Regions from separate parts of the Arabidopsis thaliana genome. Here region 1 is linked to region 2. Evidence: chromatin contacts called from public targeted proximity ligation data. All regions are on one chromosome and are shown on one strand. The core of a region is the stretch at or near the end of the contact, and the rest is flanking DNA. Distances in the headings are between cores, read along the strand shown. Region 1 holds the start of AT1G10395. Region 2 holds the start of AT1G10280 (Core-2/I-branching beta-1,6-N-acetylglucosaminyltransferase family protein).

Region 1 (5,473 bases), core at 1,373-3,872, 43 kb after region 2:
ACGCAGAACCAGTCTGCCCGGTCGAAGGGGTTGAATTGAACAGAGTAGATGGCTGACTGTTGCCAAATGCTGGAGTTGCCCCCTGACCAGGAGCTGAACCAAAGATTGATGAAGAAGAGCCAAATCCAGGAGTGCTTGATGAACCAAATAACGGTGATGGTGTCGTTGTTCCAAAAGCGGAGGATGATCCAAAAACGGATGTGGTAGTTGATGAACCTGAACCAAAAAGATTGGAAGAAGATGTTACACCAAAGGGCGAGGAACCAAAATTTGAGGTAGCCGTTCCAAAACTCGAACTAGCAATTGTTGGGGTTTGAGGGGCAAAAGGGTTGGTAGATGTTGAGCTCGAAAAAGGGTTTGTTGGATTTGCTGATGTCTGACCAAACGCCGGTGATGGAGAAAATGGATTTGGTTGAGAAGGTGATATACCAAATCCGGCATTGCCAGGAGACTGGCCAGCAGGAAGTGGTCCACCTGAGAATTGAAGAGTACGAGAATCAAGATTTAGTTAAATAAGGCACAGGAATGTAGCCTTAAGCAGATGTAGTACAAGATTTGTTTGATCAGGTGTACCTTTATCTCCTCGCTGGTAATCTTCCCACCTCAGCTCCTCATAGTTTTTCTCTTTGTATGCTGGCATGGCAGAAATAGATTCCAACTTTCCAGCAGGCTGAGTGCCGGTCCCTGTGTCTGCCTCAACAGTTGGTGCATAAGGCACAGCTCGACTGCCCCCTTGTTGACCACCGAAAGTTGATTGACCAAAACCAGAACCCCCAAATGTAGGGGTTGAAGCCTGCGCACCTGCAAAACAAATCATGCAAACATATTTCGTCACCCCTTTATTCAAATGAGCAACACACCAATTAGCAGTTATAATATTGTACAGAATGGGAAATGCTAAAGGAAGAACCTTGACCTCCAAAGGGAGATGGTGTAGAGCCAAAGGCGCTGCTACCAAAGGCTGATGTAGACTGGCCAAAAGCTGGAGACGAGCCAAAACTAAAGGATGAGGTATTTGACGCACCAAAAGAAGGAGTACTAGATCCCCCAAAGGCAGGAGTACTGGATGCCCCAAAGGCAGGAGTACTGGATGCCCCAAAGGCAGGAGTACTTGATGCACCGAAGGCAGGAGTGCCTGATGCACCAAAAGCCGGAGTGCCTGATGCACCAAAAGCAGGGGTGTTTGAAGCTCCAAAAGCACCTCCAGAACCAAAGCCAGTGTTACCAAACGTGGTGCCAGTGCTACCAAAAGCTGGAGTCGGTGACGCGCCAAATGCAGGTGTGTTTGTGGCGCCAAAGGAGGGAGAGTTTGAGGCACCGAAGGCAGGCGTGTTTGTGGCACCAAAGGCAGGCGTGCTTGATGCACCAAACGAGGGTGTGCTTGTGGCGCCAAAAGAAGGCGTGCTTGGAGCGCCAAAGGCAGGCGTGTTAGTGGCACCAAAAGGTGTAGACGAACCAAAAGAGGTGTTTCCAAATGCAGGTTGGGATTGCTGCGTGGAGTTTCCAAAAGGATTTGACTGAGGCGTTGAAAATCCCAAAGGTTTCTGCCCAAAACCAGAAGATCCTAAAAAGGAAACAAATAAAATTAGCTTAATCACCAAATGCAAATGTAAAACTGTTAAACAGGGCTTATTCTTAAACCCTTGTCCTACCAAAGACATAAAATATATTCATACCCAGGAGAAGCAATAAATCAATGAGGCAACTAACAAACCATGCAATGAAATCCATAAAAGGTACTTACCACCAAAAGGTGAAGATGCTGGAGATGCTCCAAAGGCCGGAGTAGAATTCCCAAATGCTGGTGATGAAGAAGCTCCAAAAGTTGGGGTGGAGGCAAAGGGAGAGGATGTTTGAGGTGCACCAAAAACACCGGTTGAAGTGCTTCCGAATATTGAACTTCCCGACTGTGCAGCAAAAGGAGCAGACGTGCCAAACGGTGTAGCTGGAGCAAAGGGATTATTACTACTTGTATTGCTGGTCTGACCAAACAAAGATTGAGACCCAAATGGGCTGGTACCAGATGACTGTCCAAAAGCTATAAGAACAATGTTTCAGAAGGTCAATTTTCTTTAGAAGTATATACAAAAGAAATAAATAGCATAAAACTATAAAACAATAACGAAATATTTGGCTTCGGAAACCAACAAGTAAGAATAAGATAGGATTACTTACGATTAGATGAGCCAAACATCTTCCTCTGTAGTTTGACAACGGATGGCCAAGCCAAAAGAAATTATATTATCCTGTAGCTGGAAAAAAGAACAATGATTAGGAGAAGATAACAACAGAACCAAATGCACATAAGCAGCACCATACCGGTAAAAGCTGGTTTTAAAAATTCAAACACAATAAACATCCGTAAATTATACTATGAATTCAACATCAACTTAAGAAGTTGGTTCCTGCGCTACAGAGAGTAGTAGACAAAGGACCTAGAAAGTGTATTGTAAGCAGGTATGACTGAGAGAAAGAGAGATGAGGAACCTAACGAACCTCTAAAACCATTGAACTAAGCAACATCACAACTAGAAATCATCGGGAACTCAGAAATTGAATATGCAAAATGAATATAAAACTTGAGCAAATCCAGCAATAAAATCAAAGCTGGAACTAATCGAAATGAAACTCGAAGAAATACCTATGAATCCGATGTCAAAAAGAGAAGAACAAGGACACACGTTCTTCGACCAATCAGATATGATATCAAAGGACTCTCAAGAGACCAAGAGCGGAAGCTCCGATCGTCGAAATTATCTGCGTGGAGGAAATTAGGGTTCAGGAGTGAAATCGCCGAGAAACGAATAGGCGGCGTGGAATCAAATGTGGAGCAAGAAGATGTAGGAGAAATGGAACCTGAAAACGACGAGCTCGATCTGAAAAGCGACTAGAAGATGGAGCAATTTCGCCGGAATCGAAAGCGCGACGGTTGCAACTTGCAAAGAGCGAACGATTGGCCCTTTTTGTTGGTATGATATGATGACTTCTCTCTTCCTGCTTGCGTGTTTAATTGCTGAATTTAGGGCATCTTCACGGTAAAAGTGATAGAAAGTATCTCAAAAAAAAAAAAATTAATCCAATCAATATATTTTCCGAATGGTGCAGTTCAAATAATAACGAAAATACATAGATACATATGTATATGTAAAGATTTTGATACTGTTACAGCACTGTTGCGGTGCGATTTTGGATGCGGTTTTAGTCATCATTTACAGCTTCAGTTCGAAGAAAATAAATCACTGGTTAAATGACAACTGTCAATAAATGCTGAGAATCGTTTCTCCTGTGAAAAACGTTCATCCACTTTTTTCTCTTTCTCTCTAATTTATTTTCTTTTTTATTATTATTTAATTGATAAGTATCTCATTCACATACTCCGATGGAAATGGTCTCACTTTTAGGAAATACAGTAAATTTTGCTTATTTACTTTCAACCATTGTAATAGAGAGTTTAAAATGCTTTGTTTCCAACGTTAATTTTGTCTCAATACTACAACAATGCTTTGGTTTGTAATAGACCCATATTTTGGGCCTGTATTAGGCCCATATATATTAATAAGTGCACTTTTTGAACCTGACGACATATCACAAAACTCCAAGCTCGAAACATGGATTCGAATCCAAGCTCAAATTAGTTTAACATTATACAAGTTTCGAAATACAGGCTCAAATATATGTTTCTGATAGCAACTTTGAAATATATCCTGCTATATTATTTGGGAAGTACATTTTAAATGTAACTTTAATTTTTGTAATTAATTACATGATAATGTCATTAGAAAAATTTAACCAAAAACAAAATTTTTTATTGACGTCATTAAGGTTACCAGAATCATTTAAAGACAATATTCATCTCTTACCTATATGGCTTATTGGATCTAAAGACGGGTCATCAAAGATTTCCTAAACTAAAGCAAAATATACTGAATATTCAAATATCTCTCTGTTACCAAATTATAAACAAATAAGTTCGTAAAACAATTTAATATTTTATATACGAAATCAATTAAATCTTAATCACATAAAAATTAGCACAAAAAAGTATTTAACAATTAAAAAATTATATAATCTCTGTGTTATATAAGTTTTGATATTATATTCGAATAAAGTGTAATATACCTTTTCAATTTGTATTCTTTAAATAATTTAAGCTAACTAATATATTTGCTAATCTTATACTATCAAAACCGACTATTGTTTCTTATCTCTATAATATTTTTACAAGACTTTTTTGGTAGATTTAGGTAAAAGTGCATTCAGGTCATATGGTACATTCCCCTATTAAATAAATATGGTGCACTCCTATGTTATTAGCTAAAATGTTTATATTATAATTCAGAGTCATATCATAAATAAAATTAATATTAATAAAATAAATGGCTGTTTGGCAAGACGGATTTGGAGGGACGGGTTTTTGAATCAACATTAATAAAAAAGTAAAATATAATTAATCCACCGTTTCAATACGGAATAAATCTTTAATTTATTATTTTTTAGACCACTAATATTAAATATATCAAATCATCCTAATTTAGAAAAGATTATATAAAACCAAAAATGTTATGTGGTATGTATAATGTTACTATATATAAAATTAAACTATAAAATATAAATGTATTAGAGAATGATACAATTTGCAAAACTTTTATATATAATAAATAATTCTTCAATTTTAAAAACTACTACTTTAAAAAAAATCACGGGACGGGTAAAAAAATTACAGAACAGGTTTTATTTTGGAATTGGGTTATATGGTAGATGTATTTGAATAAATATTTATAAAATTTTAAAATATTATTAATATGCTGTTTTAATAGGGGTTAAAACTTCAGTTTTTTAACAATTGTCTCATGGATTTATGGTATAGCGTTACTTTATAACAATTTTAAATTGTAAAATATAAATATTAATAATAAAATTTGCAAATTTTAATATATATTACTTTAAAAAATAAATCGTCCCGCGATATACCGCGGGTTAAAATCTAGTATTAATATATAGGTGTTAACATACATCATCATGTTCCATTGTTACAAAACTCGTTGATAAGGTTGTCTAAATTCTTCCTAGACGAACCAATACCTTCCTCCAAAGCCTTCTTCGCCATCTTACCATATGCCTCGACATTCCTCCTCAGCTCTTTCCCTTTCTCTCCCTCCATCAACTCCTTCACTTTCTCTGCAATCTCTTCTCTTCTCACAACCCCTTCACTCGCCGCCACCACTCTCTCCGCCACTCTCAGCTCTTCCACCACCAAAATCGCATTCAGAGGTTGCTCCGCTGCTAAAGGAAACGCCAAGATTGGAACCTCCGAGCAAATGCTCTCCGTCAGAGAATTCCACCCACAATGGCTCAAGAACCCTCTAACACTCTCGTGCTCTAATATCTTCCTCTGATCAACCCATTCATCTCTCACCATCATTCCTCTTTCTCCCACTCTCTCTTCAAACCCTTTTCCTATTTCATTTCCTTT
Region 2 (5,974 bases), core at 2,408-4,907:
TGCATTCCAATTCAGGTTGGGCCAATGGAACTGCAGGTCAAACAGCAGGAGGAGCTTACAAGGCTAATAATGGCCAGAATCCCTCTTGGTCCAACACGTCTGATAACCAGCAGCAACAATCGTGGTCGAATCAGACGGCAGGGCAACAGCCACCGTCATGGTCGAGACAGGCACCGGGATATCAACAGCAGCAATCTTGGTCTCAGCAATCGGGGTGGTCAAGTCCTTCAGGTCATCAGCAATCATGGACTAATCAGACAGCTGGCCAGCAGCAACCTTGGGCTAATCAGACGCCTGGTCAGCAGCAACAGTGGGCTAATCAAACGCCTGGTCAGCAGCAACAATTGGCTAATCAGACGCCTGGCCAGCAGCAACAGTGGGCTAATCAAACGCCTGGCCAGCAGCAACAATGGGCTAATCAGAATAATGGTCACCAGCAACCGTGGGCTAATCAGAACACTGGTCATCAGCAATCATGGGCTAATCAGACTCCTAGCCAGCAGCAACCATGGGCTAATCAGACAACCGGCCAGCAACAAGGGTGGGGAAATCAGACAACCGGCCAGCAACAGCAGTGGGCTAACCAGACAGCTGGCCAGCAGTCAGGGTGGACAGCGCAGCAACAGTGGTCTAATCAGACAGCTAGCCATCAGCAGTCACAGTGGTTAAATCCCGTGCCAGGAGAGGTGGCTAATCAGACACCGTGGTCAAACTCTGTGGACAGTCATCTTCCTCAACAACAGGAGCCAGGGCCTTCCCATGAGTGCCAAGAGACACAAGAAAAAAAGGTAGTGGAGTTGAGGAACTAGTTTGACAAACTCGCTATTTCTTCTGCACCACCATTCTCCTCATAGTTAATTTGGCTTTTGCTTTGTGGTTCCTATTTTTTGCAAACTCTAGTAGTTATTTCTTTAGGATCAACATCATAATCTACTACGTTCGTTGCCCTTGCTTCTTCACTTGTATGTATGGTTCTTTTGAAGCCAATGGCTTCTAAAGAGTAATGGAATTCAAAATCAGTAATTCGATCAAAACATTAAATTCCATTTCTTCCAAAAAGTGATCAAAATGAATAATATATTCGTAAATCTACAACTAGATTAGCTCTGCAGGTCGGCAGAAGCAAAACTCTTACATACAAAAGGCTTGACCATTACGATCATCTCTATAAAACCCCAAATAATGAAGAGATTATAACCAAAAGAATAAAACTATATAAGAAAGAAAAAGAGTCCTATGTTATGTATATTATATATCTCGTAGAAGAATCTCATCTCATCCCTATAAAAGAAGAAAGAAGAGGAGAAATGAATCAGTTTGTTTTTTCTCAAAACCCCAGGACAGTAGAGCTCAAATTCATAAGAGGAGCTAAGGCAGAAGGAGAGAACTTGCGAGCAAAAAGGAAGCATAACGAAGTTGGCTCTTCATTGTAAAGACAATCCGTCTCGTTTTTCCTTATAGATTGGAGAAACCCTTCTGTGATATTAGCTGCAGCATATGTAGCTGGATGGGGACCGCCTATGGACCAATCAACCCATGTCACGCTTCTATTTGCGTTCATTGAACCGTGAAACATGTTCAAGAAAGTAGGGATGTAATGCTCGTCTGGGTAACAAGCTGGTCTGCAGAATTGTTTGAACAATGAGTAGTATTTCGAGTCTGAGATGATGTAGATGGCGATTTTACGGTTTACTTCAAACCACTGAGACCCTTTGCGCCAGTGATGGAGTTTGATATCCGGGAGCATCTTGCGGCTATAACGGCCACGGCCATAACGTGTTGGCTCATCATAAGAGTCCACAAAACTGTAAGCAGAGTTTATTAGGTAAGTGTAGACAGTTGAGAAGTTGTAAACTGGGACACAGCTCTCTGAGAGAAGAACAAAACGCTCATTTGAGAAGTCCAGCAATGCATTGGCTAGAAGACGCTTCTCTGCGTCTGTCAATAGTGGGGATCCCCATTCAACTCTCTAAAAAATTCAAGTATAAAAAACCCATCAGAACCAGACAGAATTCTTTAGATTTTTTTATCAAGTAGATCTAGCATACAATGACACAGACCATCCATGATTCATCAGATGACCAAGTTGAAGAACCAAACAAAGCGTTATGCAATTACCAGGATCATTGTGACATACAGAGAAAATTAAAGGGATTACTACAATAAAAGGTGTAAAAATCAACAAGAGAAGCTTATATAATGTGTCTATGAATTAGTCTTTTATAGTTTCCTAGTTCACAGCTAAGCAGATCACAGCTAAGCAGATCACCTCTATAATAAAAGCTGTTCCCGATCATTAAACTAAAACCAGCTATGTTCCAAATAATCACATAATAGCAAAATTAGTAACAAAGCTTCATCTAATACACAACCTTGAAACAGATGTAGCTGACAGTGGAAGAAACAATTAAAAGGTTCAAATCCTATAAACAATCTCAAATAGTCACGCGCCAGTGTAACTTGGATTCCATCATGCCGATTAGATCTACATGTTGTTCCTCTAGAGAACTAGATCTCCATGATCCAGAATGACTATATTTCTTATCTACTTATCTATTACTCTGTTCTTGTATACAAGATTAAGTCACTGGTGAAACTAAGTATTTGTTTTGTTCTGATCCACTGAAGAACACAAGCAAGACACAAAAAGTTCACTGTCCTGCATCAAAACGTACCTGGCTGGGGATCTGGCGGTCGTAAAAGGGAGAATCACGAGAGACATTCATGTCGTATCCAGGAGGCGTATGAACATAAACGGACAAGTACTTTTCATTGCCTTTAAAAAACTTCTCCCAAAGCGGAAGCATAGGTAAAGGCCCTCTCGTCAGAAACATAAACGCCACTTTCGGAACCCTATCGTACGGATACTCTTCCTTCACCGGAACCATCGAAGCTCTCCAGAACAACTCATCATCAGTCATTCCATGACTCAGATTCTCTGGCCGAACAAACCCATCAATGCTCCAACAATCTCGAACCTTTGGTTTCTCCGCCTTGACTCCTCCGTCGTCGCTCTCGTTGTCGTCGTTACCTGTGCAGTCTCGGTGGATGATTGTGCAATTGGAGTAATCAGGAGTCGAAAAAGGAATCGATTGGAGGTTAGTGGTTGATGAGAACATCCTCGGCAAAGAATTGAAGTAGCGATCGATGTGAGAACTTGCGGCGAGACCGATGATGATTCCAGCCATGAAAATTAGCAAAAACGACAGCGTTTGCGCCAGCTTTAGTAACCCTATGTGTTTTTCTCCTTCCTCTTTCCCTCCTCTCGCCATTGTTCGAGAAACTCAAAACTTGTCTACCCAAACAACAACACAGTGATGATCTCTGTTCCCCAAAAATAAAGTTTCAGGGAAACATTCTTATGATTCAAAGAGAATCTGATTGTTTCAAGCACAAATCCATTGCATTCAATCTCCTCGAGAAATTTCCTAAATTTGTAACATATAATTAAATCCAAGGATCAAACGAAATCGAAAAAGGTAAGTGGATAAATGGAAATTGGATCTGTGGAAATCTTCGAGGAAAGTGAGAAACGATGACTGAAACAGATCAGAAACTGAATTTCATGCAGAGAGGAAGAAGAAGAAGAAGAAACATAAACAAATCTGGTCTTTTGTTTCTTCCAGTTGAAATCTATGTGTGTGTGTGGTTGATTTTGATCTTATATATATAAAAGAACAAAATTAATTGGAATGTTATGCTTAATTTAATTAGATTAATTGAGTTTAAAACTCCACGTCGAAAAGCATAACGAGTTCAAAGTCCGCAGATCTTGCCAGATGGGAATAATCTATTGGTTTTAAGTTATTGGGCCGGAGGGCCCACGTTTAATTGTGACGTGGTTTAGTGCTCGTCAACTCTTTGGTCCGACATTTCACTTTTTTTTTTATAGAAATAATTCTAGATATCCAGTAGTCAAACTTATTGATTATCTAATTTCTATATCCTTACTATTTTTAAAAAAATTACTTTTAACATTTCTAGAATTTTTCGATTTTTTCTGTACTTATTAACTATTAGTAAAATTTATTGATGCTTCTTTTGGTTATGTTATAGTATTGAGACAATGTATTGTATTCTAATTTTGATTTTTTTTTTCCTTTTTAATGATTTGTAGATTTTGTTTTTTCATTATTATATTTGAAAAAATATCTTCTTATATCTTAATCACCAGAAAATCTAAAACCGATGGCTATACTAATTTCCGGAATATATGAAATGTTTATTTTTCTATTAAGGATCCAAAGCAGCTAATTAAGATTAAAAACTTGGGAAGAACTAGTATCCCAAACAAACAATATGATATCCAGATGTCCAAAAGGAAAAAGAAATGGTATCAAAAGAACCAAGAAATGTGCCTAGAAATTTCATATAGTTAGCTTGGAAATTTCTGATTTTTATGTCCAATGTTTATTTATTTTTTCCTTATAATTATACTTGTCATACATCACAAAGAATTGTCAACATTGCCAAACTAGTCCTAAGATGTTGGAAGGTATGATGATAGACAACAGTTCTAAAGAAGGGAAGATGAGATTCAGGCAACAAAAAACACATATAGTTCAAAAAAATTAGGTTGGTAGGATCAATTATTCAAAAAACATACACCAAATAGATTTTAGTAGGGGTTGTTTGTCCAAAAAAAAACTATAATAGTTTACGAAAATAGTTACACCTTGTGAATAGATTTTTTGTTTGCCTTCCCTTGAGGTAAATTATGTCGCGAGAACTATATGAACAACAACGAGATCCACAACAACATTTGATTACATTTTTATTTGAACCTTCACATTGATTTAGTAATGTGGGATTCCAACATCATCTAATGTTATATGAATGGATCTAATAGATGATAAATTGTTAAATGAACTGATAATTTTTTTTTATTTTTTTATGTGTATTTCACATCACATTGTTTTTTTTTTTTTTTTTTTAAGTAAGAAAAAGAAGAAGCACTTGAGACCGATCAGAAAAAAATTAGAAAGATATGATTTTTGTAAGTCTTTTGAAATTTGAATCTTGTCCCGTGTAATTGTGAAATCTTACGTACGTCCTCTTTATGACCTCGTCTTCGCTCATTTCTGCCTTCCCTTACGAAATCCCCAACGAAAAATCTTAGCTTAACACCATCGCGACCGGATTCCAAATTCCGGCCCATCGTCTCACCGGGAAAGACCCCGCCTATTGCCGCCGATTTCGGTTCCGGTCTGCTCAGATCTAATCGAGTGGCTTCCTTCTTCCTCCAGATCTCTTCACTTTGAATCGGTTACTCGATCTCGATTCGCGGAGGGCTTTTGCTAGTCGCGATGGAGGCGATCGATGAGTTGTCTCAGCTCTCAGATTCGATGAAGCAGGCGGCGTCTCTCCTCGCCGACGAAGATCCCGACGAAACCTCTTCTTCCAAGCGCCCTGCCACTTTCCTCAACGTCGTTGCCTTGGGAAATGTGGTGAGTTCCTCGCTCTCACTCCACGCTCCTCGATTTTCCTCTCTTTAGGCTCGTGCTGGTTTTATTCTGTGTTCGAGTGTATGTTGGATTGCCATATCGTGGATCTTCTGGATCTAGATTAGGTTTTTATCGAATTTTGCTAGGACACACTCATCGTTTATAGCTAGTTTTGTTGGGATTCTCTTTATTAGTGGATATATGGTTACATGAGGAGCGACTCGTGCCGGAGAAGGCTGATGTATTTTGTTATTTGTTACTTATCTCTTTTTGCATACTGAACCAGGGAGCTGGAAAGTCTGCAGTTCTAAACAGTCTAATTGGGCATCCAGTGCTGGTAAGTTGTACATTGAGTCTATGGTTATTATTGGCTTACTCCTTTTCTTATACTAATACTGACCTCTGTTGTGTCTGCTACACTTACTATACACAGCCGACGGGTGAGAATGGTGCTACACGAGCTCCTATAATAATTGAATTGAGCAGGGAGAGTTCTTTGAGCAGCAAGGCAATTATCTTGCAAATCGACA

What was found.
Region 1: a targeted proximity ligation map of shoot shows a contact between it and region 2, with 11 read pairs. A contact is called at or near these places in 3 of 26 Hi-C or Micro-C datasets (leaf, rosette leaf and shoot), 1 of 2 datasets of targeted methods (shoot) and 1 of 3 other capture datasets (seedling).

What each region holds. Positions count from the first base shown.
Region 1 is chr1:3,409,852-3,415,324 of TAIR10.1, forward strand. It overlaps AT1G10395, which reads left to right and starts at 2,623. Exons shown (of 2, transcript NM_001331901.1): 1 at 2,623-2,681; 2 at 2,699-2,891. The coding sequence starts at 2,623. The coding sequence ends at 2,891. AT1G10390 (Nucleoporin autopeptidase) reads right to left here and starts at 3,023. Exons shown (of 13, transcript NM_100914.4): 1 at 2,642-3,023; 2 at 2,176-2,252; 3 at 1,745-2,038; 4 at 917-1,564; 5 at 574-801; 6 at 1-474. The coding sequence starts at 2,194. AT1G10400 (UDP-Glycosyltransferase superfamily protein) reads right to left here. Exons shown (of 2, transcript NM_100915.4): 2 at 4,972-5,473. The coding sequence ends at 5,018.
Region 2 is chr1:3,365,468-3,371,441 of TAIR10.1, forward strand. It overlaps AT1G10280 (Core-2/I-branching beta-1,6-N-acetylglucosaminyltransferase family protein), which reads right to left and starts at 3,658. Exons shown (of 2, transcript NM_100902.3): 1 at 2,676-3,658; 2 at 1,026-1,969. The coding sequence starts at 3,272. The coding sequence ends at 1,328. It overlaps GRP23 (glycine-rich protein 23), which reads left to right. Exons shown (of 1, transcript NM_100901.3): 1 at 1-1,026. The coding sequence ends at 809. It overlaps ADL6 (dynamin-like protein 6), which reads left to right and starts at 4,935. Exons shown (of 22, transcript NM_100903.4): 1 at 4,935-5,447; 2 at 5,731-5,781; 3 at 5,878-5,974. The coding sequence starts at 5,307.